Regions from separate parts of the Columba livia genome. Here region 1 is linked to region 2. Evidence: chromatin contacts called from public Hi-C data. All regions are on one chromosome and are shown on one strand. Each heading gives the region's core, a stretch centred on a gene start, on an enhancer-like site or on the middle of the called end of the contact. The rest is flanking DNA. Distances are from core to core; before and after follow the strand shown. Region 1 has its middle 57 kb from the start of LY86. Region 2 overlaps LOC110366305 (a long non-coding RNA gene).

Region 1 (6,296 bases), core at 3,594-6,093, 67 kb after region 2:
TATAGTGTCTCAACAGATGGCAGGAGCTGAGTCTGATTAATCAGAGTTTTCTGAATCACTCACAGAAACAACTGGGAGTCAGGCAAAGGCATATAGCGACATGCAGCTTGGAGCGCCTTCTAGGTCTCGGTGGGTTTGCACTTCTCCCTTCACTCTATGCCTGCTTCCATAAGGCATTTAAAAGTAGATCAGCTGAATTAGTTGGTGTGAGTATGTGGTCTTTCCTGCTCCTGTCAAAGGAGATGCTGGACTCTCTGCTGCTGTCTCTGAGAGCATCCCAGCATCGAGCAGTGCCTGCACTCAATGCAGAAAATGTGGTGAAACCAGTAACATGATAATGACACCGATGCTCCCTTTTTCCCTGAGATTAATGTCACAGAAATAAACAGCCTGCAGATCCCTTATTCACATAGTGACTTAGAAAGTGTGAAGTGGGCAACATGTACCCATGAGTAGCTGGCCAGAAGGGAGGCAGGAGGCAGGAGAACAGGTAAAGCAGATCTGCTTTGGCAACTCTGGGAGCTCAAAGATCTCCTGTCAGGTGAGTTAATTGGTTTACTTCACAAGAAATCTTAAGCTAGCTTGGCCCTGATGAAGGAATTGGACAGCCTCAAACAATGTGGCATCTGAATTATGTTTATAGAAGCAACTAACAACCTGGATGCTTCACAAGTTATTAAAATCTCTGCAAACCTCGAGAGACTGGGGCTCTTTTGTGTAATGTTTTATAATTCTGCTTGGGAGTCCAGATCTGGGGGCCCCACAGGGAATGGCACCAGGTAGTTCTCCAAGCCCGGGTCTCCCCCCAGGGCTGTGTCTCAGCCAAATGCCTGGCATGGTGGGTGCACACGAGTACGTGCCACCTGAAGCCACCTGCGGTCTTGGTGTGAGCACAGCATGTGCTAAGGAAGCCTGAAGGAAGACAGTGCAAGGAAGCTTTCAAGCCTTTCCTGCATCTGGCTCCCATCCAGCTGCAAATAGTCCAGGGATGCCCTTTCCAGATGTGGACTGACACCGTGGCTGTCCAGGGAAGCTGGAAATTGGTGGGGGAGGGAAGGGAGGAGGAGGCATTATTAGCAGAGCTCAGCTTAAAAATGAGAGTAGGTTTAGGAGGCTTCTGCAAAGTCTCCCTTCTGCAGAGAGAATGTTTTTTGAGGCACCTTTGGCTGTGGATTGCGAGTGACCGGTCATCGCTGCAGGTGGCTGCTGCTGCCTCCCAAAGCCACAGCAGCAGCATTGTTGAGCTGCAGACGTGCAGAACAGCTCACGCCAAAGCTGCACACTCACAGGTGATCTTTCGGTCTGTACATTTTCCATCGGAGCTGGCAGCAGCTCCTGCGGTGTGCATGCTTCGTTGGCTGTCCAAAGAAGGAACCGGGCGGGCGTTGATCCAGTTGAGGCGGTTTCGAGGAGCGAAGGCAGGAAGGAAAATTACCAACTTTGACATATGTTGCTCCCTGCAGGTCTCTCTTATTATAGCCTGGCAAGATGTCAAGGTGCACAGACACGACCCAGACCTGTAAAACCCCGTGGCTGCTTTGCCTCCCGTCCCACCCCTTTCACACAGGCAGAAACGACAAAATCATTTCTGGCATACTAGGAAATCCTGGTTCTTGCTATTATGAAGGAGAGAGCATGCACTTATACAACCCTGAGCTGCCATCAGAGGGACCCGCAGGAGGGAGAGGGGGAATAGTTCACTTGGAAAGGAATGCTGCAGTGTAGGGCAGTGGTTTTGACATACTGGAGCGAAACTTGGCATAGGGGAACAGAGGGAATTTGTTTGCCCAGTAGACGTGGCACTTGAGCAAGAGATTAAATGAAATGGCAGTGGAAATCTTGAGAGATCTGAAGAGGTGGGTAGTTAGCACAGGGCATGTGTCTGTACCCCTTAACACAGGTTTCACCATGCTGGGTGTCCATAGCTTTCTAAAAACTGTTATTTATCTGCCTCTCTAGCCCTTTTGTCCTGCTAGCATACATGAGAGGCCAGCTGTGTGCCTAGTCCTACCCAGGGTACAGGCTCCAGCTTGGCAAGAAGAAATGAGGACCCAGGGTTCAGCGGCCTGCAGTGTTTATCAGCCATTTGTGATGGCAGAAATCTACTTACTTTTCCGAGAATATTTATCCACTGTAGCATGCCAGGAAGAATGTAGTGTGGCATAGCAGCCATCCAGAACAATAGCAAGTATTTGTTCCTGGTAAAAATTTACTTGACACATGTCTTCATTTGCAGCATATCTCCTGTCTTGGATCAGATGAGTGGGTCTGGGATGTCCTTCTGAAATGTCAGTCATTAAGAGCACTTATGTGGAAGGGCTGGGAGAAATACAAGTGTGCATCAAGAAGCATTAGGTGTATGTTGGATTAACACCTTTCATTCTTCCTCCTGACAAATCCCTGCCAAGGTGTTGACATCTAAACAAAACACGTTAAACCTTCCTCTTCATGGATTCTTTCTTCTGGGGCGAGTTCCCCATCGCTTGCTTTCATGCTGTGCTTTCAGCCGTTGTTTTTGTAGTCTGTCAGCACAACCTTGGGAGAAAGGACTTTGGCTGAGAGCTGAACACACAGTACCAGCTGTACTGATTTCCAGCTCCTGGTATGTAGCAATGGACTTTTACACTGTGCCTTCTTTGCCTCCCCCAGCTAGGCTGAAATCTCTTGCCGAAGTTTCTGCTCTTCTGCATGGCTGAATCGTCTCGGCCAAGAGAAGTGGCTGGTTTAGGCTCCTTGCAGCCCCGCTGTCAAGATGGGAGCCCCTTGGCAGGGCACACAAGCCACGTGGGATGAGGGGCTGAAGGCATCAGAGGAATGCTGATGTTCCAGCAAACTTTGGGATGAGCAAGGGAAGCTGGAATGCATGAGCGGATCAGAGGAGAGGAGGAAGCGAGTGGGAAAGGGAGATGCTGGGTGATAGATGGGAAGGAGAGCAGAGGGCAACGTAAAATCACACAGGGGATGGCCAGGATTTGAAGAATAAGGGCAATAGAAGATGAGGGAGTGTTATAAGTGCCTAACTCTCTAGGGAGCTGGTAAGAAATTTGACTTCCCCACACCCCCCATCTCTGGCTTGGACTGTATTTTGAAAAAAACCCCAAAAGATATTTTAGTGACTATCTTTTTTGTTGTGAAATAGTCAGGTTCTTGCACTATGAATTTTTTTTCTTTGCATTCACCTAGTTATAGAAGTGAAGCAGATTAAAATCAAAAGCACTTTGTCACATGCTTTGCTGCCCTGTCCTTTTCTCCTTTATATGACTCTGGCAAGGAGAGGTGCAAAGCACAGACTTCACTAGTGTTACGCGAAGTTGTTATCTGGCAGTTGTGATGCTCTTTAGCCTTAAACAGAGGTTCATATGAAACACAGGCCCTTTGTGTGGATAGAGGAAAATAGGATGAAGAAATCAGGTAACACCAGAACAGCAGCATGCCTGGAACAAAGGCTTGGAAGAGTAATGTGGGAAGGGGAATGCTCCCGCCTCCTCCTCCTCAAATATTCTCTGGGCACTGGGACATGATCCGGAAAGTTCCCGTTGTCCTAATGTCACTCAGATGGAAGGTCTCTTCATCCCATCATGTGGCCTGCAGATCCCAGTGACCACCGACTCCTTTCACCTGCTTCCACTTAGCATACTTTGGAAAAGGGTGTATAACTGTGTTTCCACCTTGTCCCCTCTCTTGCTGCTGTTTGTCTTTCCAAAGCATACCTAGCACACCTATTTTTTCTGGCAGTGTGTTGATGAACTTTTATTTGTATGCTAGGGGGCTTGTAAGAATTAGGGTCAGCTTGACATGAGTGGAGTGCTGTACAGAGATCTTTACAGCTGTTCACAACGCCTGTGTTGAGTATGAGACCAACAGCAATTAGGATCCAGGCCAGTGCCTTCAGTGAATAATGGTCTTGGTTACTTGGAAATATCAGATGGCTTTGGCTTTATAGAGTTGCTATGAGGAAAAAAGTTAAGTAAACAAAGAAAAAGAATAAGAGGAGGGAGTGGTGTTTTTTTATTGGCGTAATCAAGAAGGGCAGTCAAAAAGAGAGAAAGAAACTGGAAAACAATACCCTGGGTCTTCTCTTGCAGCCCACAGCACAAAACAGACATCTTATTTGCACGCCTTGATGTTCAATATCCTTCTCCATGAGGACTTTTGGTTCCTGTCCCTCAGAGACCTTTCTTGGAGGCCAGTCTCATTATTTGGGTGCCCTGCTGTTAAGATTTGTTTCTAATTCCTAACATAAGATCCTCGTGGCCACACAGTCCTGGGACCTCATCCCTGTGAAGCACCCTCACATCTCATGGCCTCCATGGCAGCCACTGTTAGTCAACAGCACTCAGCAGCTGTCCCTCTTTTGTGAGGTGTGTCCAAATAGTCCACTTGGCTTTCTCTGGAGGTTTGAAGATGCTGAAATGGGAGACTAAGAGGGAGATGCTTTCTTGAGGTTTTCCAAAGCTGCTACACTGCCTGTTGCATAGATGCCTTCCTCTCCTAGAGATGAGGGATAAATGCTTTCAGATTCCTGGAAATATTTTAATTTTGTCTTTCCTTGGGAAAAATAGATAACCTAAGGGAAGCAATTAGGCTGTGTTTCTTGGTGTCAGGCTGTGGAAATAGGCACTCAGCCACCTTTGCCAGACCGACGTCAAAGTCTGCAGTCTTCTGCCCTTCTTCTCCTGACAGGCGGCATGGAGCTGTGCAGGCAGCTCCTTCAAGTTAGGGGCCTCCACCTGGATTTTTGTGCTCATTTATCTTTACTGGTGCAGGCTAACTCTGAGCACAGAGGTGGGCAATGAGCCTTCCTCAGCACACCGCTGCTCAGAAACAAAGTGAGCCCGTTTTGCCACCCCACAGGAACCTCTCTGAAGACTCTGAGGTGAGGCAGGACTTCTCACAGCCTGCTTTCCCTGCCTGCAGCAGGGGTTGCCTCCTCTCACGGTGTTCCCTGCAGTGCTCCGTGTTTCCCTCTAGAGATACAGCCTGTAATGAGATCAAGATGGAGGGGCAGCCTTTCAGCAACCTTTTGGCCTGCTCTAGCCATGGATGAGGGCTTCCAGTGCACCAGTCAAGGGGATGAGATCTAGGTGGTCCTGCCTTCCAGCAATGATGGAGCTGGTCCTTTCAGGGCAGTGTACTCTCGCTTGAGATGACACCGAAAAAGCCTTGGCTCCTTGCAGGCTGCTGGCACACACGACTTGCTACAGCACTGGCAAGTTTTTAAGGTTTTTGTCAGATGGGAACAGTGGTGGAGAAAAGAAAAGTGAAACCAGATGTTTTTCCTTACGGTTGCTTCATATTCATATTGGGGGTGGGGGGCCGGGGGGAGAAGAGAGGCCATAAAAATGTCATAACCCTTGATCCGTGAGGCTCAGCGTTATACTCTGCAAAAGCCAGTGCAGTAAATCTGCACCTCCTCCTCGGCAGCTGTGGGTCCTGACAGGGCAAGACTGTTGCGATAGCTGGGCGGGGAGATCCTTTGCATTTGTCAGCATAAACCAGAGGAAAAAGCCTTTTGGAAGTTAACACTGATAGGCTACTTTTATGGAATCAGTTATTTTTTCAGATTTCTCTGGGGAGGCGTCATTGCCAAGTCCTGAGGCTGACCGGCAGGCTTAGAAATTTGGGATGTGTCTGCACGGCAATCAATCTACCCAGCAGGCTCTGCCGACGGAGCGGAGTTAACTTTATCCTCCCCAGCCTGGGCTCGCCTGTCAGCACAGCCAGGGCAGTGACGGGGCAAGGACTCACTGCCAAAGCATTCACCCAAATTTGCCAGTGGGGTTTTGCCTGCTAGGCTGTGCTGTGGGCACCCAGCCTGAGTGCCACTGCGATGGCAGTAGCATAGATGAAGCTCTGGTCAGAGGGTCTGGCTGGCACCAGAGAAAAGCCAGCAGGGAAAGTCAGACTCCAGTCAACTCTTTTTTTTTTTATATATTTCTTATATTTTTTATTTTTTATTTTTTTATTAGAGAGGCTGCTTGTTGTAGTCAGAAAACAACGGTGAGAAGTGCCAGGCAGCCCCCTTCCAGGGAAATGCATGCTTGTGTGAGCATGGGGCTGGAAGAGAGGAAATGAAAGCTGTGTACACACATGCCTCAAGCAAACAAGGATTTAAACAGAAAGCAGCTAGGCCTTTACTGCCCTGTACAGCAAGGACTGTGATAACTGGGTATTTTTCTTGATATTTCTTGGTATTTCCACACTCAGTTTCTGTGTACATGTCAGCAGTGAGGAATGGCTTTCCCTAATCTAACCCAGACAGTATGGATGCGCATCTGCCCTGCAGAGGCTGGGCT
Region 2 (5,857 bases), core at 214-2,713:
CTAACAATCTGTTTGAGAAGAAACAATTAGGCCCATAGAAGTTGTTGACATCTTTTTTTTTTCTTTTTTTTTTCTATTTTTTTTCCCAATAGCATACTGGTTACTCTGGTCCAGCTTACCCTTCTGTGCTCTCCATCTCAGGCATTCCTCCCAGATGCAAAGACCCCATCCGGATGGGGACAGAACGGCAATCCTCCCAAACATTCTGGACCAGGAGGCTGCTAATGACACTCAGCATTTCTCACAGACCATGATGTGGCTGCTAAGCAGGCTATTAATTGAAAACACTGTGCATTTCACTGCCCAAACCAGGCAGACTCCCCAGGCCAGCTGCAGGCCACCGACCGTGCCCTTTGAGGCCACAGTGCTGGCGATTGCTGGGATGAGCCGGATGGACTGCGGTTGCAGGAGGCCATCAGAACAGCTCGGGTGTCTTTTCCAGGAAGTCGAGTGCACAGTCCCTGCTTCTTCTTTCTCTCTGGTCTTCTGGAGTTCATTTTAAGTCAGATCCTGAAAACAGCATCCTGCTGCAAAAGAGACAGTGGTCCTAGAAACAGGCTCCTACTATTAAAAAAAAAAAAAAAAAGAAATCCTACAGGAGCCAGATGCCCTCGACCCTGACAAGGATTGATCAAGTGGCTGGTCATATCACCTTTCATTTCTCTCTGGCAAGAGGGAAAACACAGAATGATGGAGAGTTTTCAGGTGGACTTGTATTTAAACTTCTTTTTTTCTGTTTTTTTCCCTACAGATGGGAGTCATTCTGCACAATGTAGTGCCAGCACAGAGACAGTACCGAGGAGCAGTCATTCCTCATTGCAGCATGCTACAGATTTGCACTTAGTGAGAGGTCAGATTAGATCATCACCGTAGAAAGGAAATCTATTTAAATATATCTCCTGGAGGTACGGGGGGCTCTATGACAAGTCTGCTGGTGCAGGGTGAGTCTTTGGGCAGAGAACTGCCTTGGAGATGGGAGACGGGAGCGAGGGATGCTCAACCACACCGCCAGCCTTTGCAGAACCACAGTGCTGAGTCTTCCTGCAGGTCTTGCTGCAGGCGAGGACGGCTGGTCCTTCAAGCGGTGGCTCTGACTGTTTCCCACCTGCACGGTAAATCACGGCGCTTCTTGAAAATTAATTAGGGTAATTACAGACGTGACTTTGCTCCCATTTCAGGGTGCCATTCTGCCCGCCCGGGCAGGTGTTCCCGTCAGGCAGGATCCGGCCCGGGGGCTCCGCCAGGTCGCTGTGACGGGATGCGGCCGGCTTCGGGCGTGCCGCCAGGGGGCGCTGCGCCGTGCGCCGTGCCGTGCGGGGGCGGGGCCGCCACCGCCCCGCCCCTCCCCGCCGCGGGTCCGCAGGGTCCTTTCGCCCCCCCCCTCCGCAGTCCCCTTCGCAGCCTGGCCGGGTGTGCGGGGTGCAGTTCGACTGCCCATGTGGAGAGAGCTTGCGGCTGCGCTGCTCTGAGAGGGGAAAAGTGCCGACTCGGCGGTGAAGGCGGTGGTGGCATCTCGGGGGTGTGCGTGTCGGAAACAACGTCCGGGGGAGCTGGTCTGGCTGTTCGAAAGGCTCAGTTCATTAACTTCGCGCTTCCTCGGCAGGGCACCAGGCATCACGTTAACAGCAGGGGTTTAAGAACAAAACCAGAGAGAGCATCAGACTGGGAATTGCATCCCTTTGCTTATCTCCTGTCCTCCCCAGCATCTGACCATTCCTCCTTGCCCCATGGGCTGCACACTGTGTGTAGTGCCTGGTGTCCCACAGAACGTTCCTTATAAAGACATCTCTTGGCACAAAGAGGGTCCCTGGGAGAAGTATCCTAAGTTGAAATGAAGCTTTCTTGGACTAAGTAAATACCAGAGGTTTATTTCCCATTAAGCTAACAGAGAGTTGGCTCATTTTGCTGCAGTTTGCAGCGTCCAGCCACATACGGGTGGATACTTCTTATCTTCCTTCCTCTTTATATTTCCAGTCTGGGAAACAGCAAAAAAGTTAGTGAAAAGAGTAACATCTGTGAGAGAGAGAGAGAGAGAAAGGATGAGGCAGGCTGGCCAGGCAGGCAGCCTCAGGAGATGGTAACACAGAAGAGCTATTCATTCTGAGCGCCAGTTGCTCCTCACCCGGCTAGATTATAAATTGGACACCTTATTAAGATCTGATCCACCAACAGCCCCACCCAGGGCTGTGCTCATGCTCTAGAGCAGTGGAATGTAATTCCATTTCACTATTAATGCCTGTTGCTGGATAAGCACATGCACAAGCAGGGCAGAGGATACTAGGCAGAAAGCAGCAGCACCCTGTCTGTTTTCTGAACTGTCAGTTTAAGAGAAGAGGGCAGAGTTGTGGGAGGGAATGGGGAGGAGGTTGATTTGTGCTAAAATTTGGGATTTGGGCTCTATTTTTTTTTTTCTTGTTTTCTCAGTTGTAACTTAAGAATGCTGACTCACTGGCACCGTGCGCCAACCCAAATGTTGCTACTGGAATTGACCACTGGAAGATCCTGGTGAGATACAACCCTGCCATGGCAAGGCTTTGAGTGGGCCTCTTCGGTGATTCCAAGTTTATCTTCTGATGGTTTGCTTGGTCACTTATTTCTTGCCCCAAAATCTGGACAAATTTAGGCATATGTCAAGTGGAATGGTTGTTGTGGTGAAAATTTAATGGGAGCAAAAGTTTAACAAATTCAGCAAAGTTTTATCATCCTTGACAAGACTTCTGAGCTTTTTGACCTTTATGTACCTTTCAATCACTTGAGAAATTCCCTTGCTGGCATTTGAAATGCACAAAGTTATTGCCAGTTGTCAGAAATAAATATCTGGCATGTGTTCTTCAGGCCTTATTTTTGTGCTGAAGAAAACAAGATGGAATATTATAAACCTGTTTTTGCATCTCTGAACAGTATCCCTGCTCATACATACATGTTTTTCCTTTCAGGCAAAACCATCCGGGAAGTTTATGTGATGCTAGATACATCATGAGGTTTCTACACCATCAGAGCATTTGTTCTGAACATTGTATAGATACGTGGCTGGTTGTTTCCTTATTGAGGTACCTCTGCTTTACTTTCCTTGGCAGGCAATTTAAACATAGTTAGATATATTGCAACTGAGGAGTGGTCAGGAAGCTAAAGAGCAACATGGAAACGCAGCTTTAAAACAAGGTCCCCTCCCTCTGTATCAGTGAGTTACAGACATTGATTCAGGTGTATTTAAACGGTATCTTCTAGAGTTTCGAACTTGTTTTGCATCTTATGTAACTGAAAATCAGCTTTTGTGTTTGTTTTAGGAGGAAATAAATTTATTTCAGATCTGATTATCATTACTGACTCATTTGTCACTTGATATGATGTCACTGGTCTGATTATCTGATTATTCCGAGTCCCTGAGTGTCACTAGTGTGTTGGAAGGCAGTGACTCCTCAGATGTTCATGGATGCCTTTATGTATCCGCCTCCAATGACTTTACAAATTCCTGAAAATGAACACAAGGCATTTTCAGCTTTTCTCTCCCTCTTTTCCTCTCCTGTTTTTCACATAGGACACTTTTGCCAGTAACTTTCCTAGTAAAATAATGTGTCTGAATTCATGCTGTGTGTGTATGTCTGTGTATGTGATTCCATGGGCTATACCTCCGCACCTCTCCAAAAATGTGGAACCATTTGTCAGTCAGTTTGGCAAAAGAATACAGATCTGAAAGTGAAGTTCCTGTAAGGTTAAAAGGGAGATGCAAATGGGTGCCTGAGAGAGCCTGTTTGTGCTAGAAGCACCATGGTACTGTCAGCTCAGCTCACCTTTTCTCTAACACCAGAGAACTCCCACTGGAATGTGCCCTTGGAAATCAGACTTCATTCTGTCTGTCAGTCATGGACTATTTGTTTGTTTGGTATGGTCAGAATAGAGACAGGAGGGCTGGGTTGAAAAACTGGAGTTTCCCTTTTGTTCTGCACTTTTGAGATTAATGGTTGTCTCCTGCAGGTGATCAGAGTCCATAATCATGTCATAGGCACTAGGGAACCTGGGATCCACACACCTTCAGGTTGGGTATTTATTTTGTTAAAGAGCAACATAACCATCAAATTTCAATATAATATTAGAAGTGTGGATATCTTTAAACCAATTTTTGCCAAGTTTATGAATGCTTTGAAAATAAGGGCAAAGCCTTCAATTTGAGCTGGGACTGAGTGGTCAGTGGAGCGATGAACAGAGCTCAAGCTTGTTTGGTGGTCTTGTGCTGTTGAGTAAATGACTGAAGCATTCTTGTATAGGGTGTCATTTCTAAGCCCACTAGGTTGTAGAAATCAAGCCCAAGCGCCAAGTTCAGTCTAGCAAGTCATCTGATCAGAAACAGTGCTGAAAGACTGAGGCTTTTGCAGCAACAGTTATTGGGGTTTCCAGGATGAATGAGTTCAGATGAACATTAAATCTTCAATTAGTCTTAATGCTAGTGATGGAGAATGTATGACATCATGGAAATGTAAAATACTTTCCTATACCATCACCAAGCCCAGGCTCTTGCGACTATTCAGCTTCTGCCAACTTGTCTTCATTCATTTGCTGATCTCAGCCAAGCCCTTGAAGAGCTGGGCAATGGTATTATTTGCATGGGAGGTGAAGATGATGTAGAGATGGGTGTCATGTGTGTACTGCTGACAAGTCAGTCCATGGTGCCACTCTAGAGGCTTTATATAGATATTGAACAGGCTGGGTGAGAGGAAAGAATCTTGTGTTATTCAGCAGGTGGAAAAGGTTTTGGAGGTTAAGGAAAGAGCAAGTGTTTATCATAAATCTCTTGAGTGTACCAAAGATTTATGTAAGGGATGTCCGAAGATGTACCAGCTCAGTGCTGTGAGGCTGCAGACAGACATTTATTTTCAAACAGCTGAGCTGGCTGGAGATACTACAACCACTCCAGATGCTTGCTACCAATCCTCTGCTGATGGCGCCTGTACCCTTTGCTCTGCTATTAAAAAAGGTGGTCTAAGGTCTTCCTAATCTGTCGGGTGAAGCCTCTCAGATAGTTTTAAGTGCTGACAAAGGTGGTGTTAGTTAACCCCGCTGACATTGCTTTACCTTTAAGAAAGAGCTGTTTACTAGCACAGCCTAAGTTTTAGAGAGGAGAAAAAGGAAAGAGGAATGCAGCAGCCTTTCCCACAGAACACATCCGCAGCTCCAGACAGTTCCTGCATTGCCTCCTGCAGGTCTGGAGATGGGTAAGGCACATGTGTGGGACTGGATGCACCTACTGGAATAGACTATGTTACTCCTGTTTTGTGTGAATATGTACTTGGGTATTTTGTGCCAAGCGTGTGTGTAAAGTCTGTGTGAAGTGCTTGTTTGTTACATGAGCAACTAAAATGGTGTATTTGGAGCTGTGTCAGTCTCCTCTGTAAACAACAGATTTAGGATGGGTACACAGTGTGGTAGAAGCCCTGGTAACTAAGAGATCATTATTATCTAGATTTACTAAGAGAGCATTTACAGGACATTGGTATTAATTATTATGCCAGTATCACTGTGGTTAAAGCTGAACCAGCAAGCTATAAAAAAGTATGTAAGAATACCCAGTTGGGGCAAAGAAGGAAGTTCCTGTGCTCAAGGGATCATTCAGAAATGGGAGGAAGTGGGAAGAAAATGTGCAGGTGGTTTTTAAGAGATCCTGGAGTTCCTGCAGGGTTTCCAGATCCAAAAATACAGAACTGTCAAAGAATCCTCAGTGCACCACAGAGACAAAATGGAGCAAGCTATAATGCTGTGTGTGACCTACTGGTAAATGTGTCTATGTGCTGGTAGTGCTTTAACCCTGAGAGCTGGTAGTACCCACTACTGTGATTTTCAGGTAGTGAAATATGCTCTTCAT

What was found. Hi-C and Micro-C count contacts between places; a contact is called where the count stands out from the background.
Region 1: a contact with region 2 is called in a Hi-C map of crop, with 3 times the contacts expected there. The contact joins two enhancer-like sites. A contact is called at or near these places in 2 of 2 Hi-C or Micro-C datasets (crop and liver).

What each region holds. Positions count from the first base shown.
Region 1 is chr2:72,081,363-72,087,658 of bColLiv1.pat.W.v2, forward strand. No RefSeq gene overlaps it. Among named protein-coding and RNA genes, the nearest start is that of LY86, 57 kb to the right of the region's middle. Within about 2 kb of position 4,844, at least 2 of the 3 cell types and tissues checked have an H3K27ac peak away from gene starts, as active enhancers do.
Region 2 is chr2:72,017,363-72,023,219 of bColLiv1.pat.W.v2, forward strand. LOC110366305 (a long non-coding RNA gene) reads left to right here. Exons shown (of 5, transcript XR_002426548.2): 3 at 752-1,112; 4 at 2,425-2,505; 5 at 2,937-3,511. It overlaps LOC110366324 (a long non-coding RNA gene), which reads left to right and starts at 4,182. Exons shown (of 5, transcript XR_010470286.1): 1 at 4,182-5,210. Within about 2 kb of position 1,464, at least 1 of the 3 cell types and tissues checked has an H3K27ac peak away from gene starts, as active enhancers do.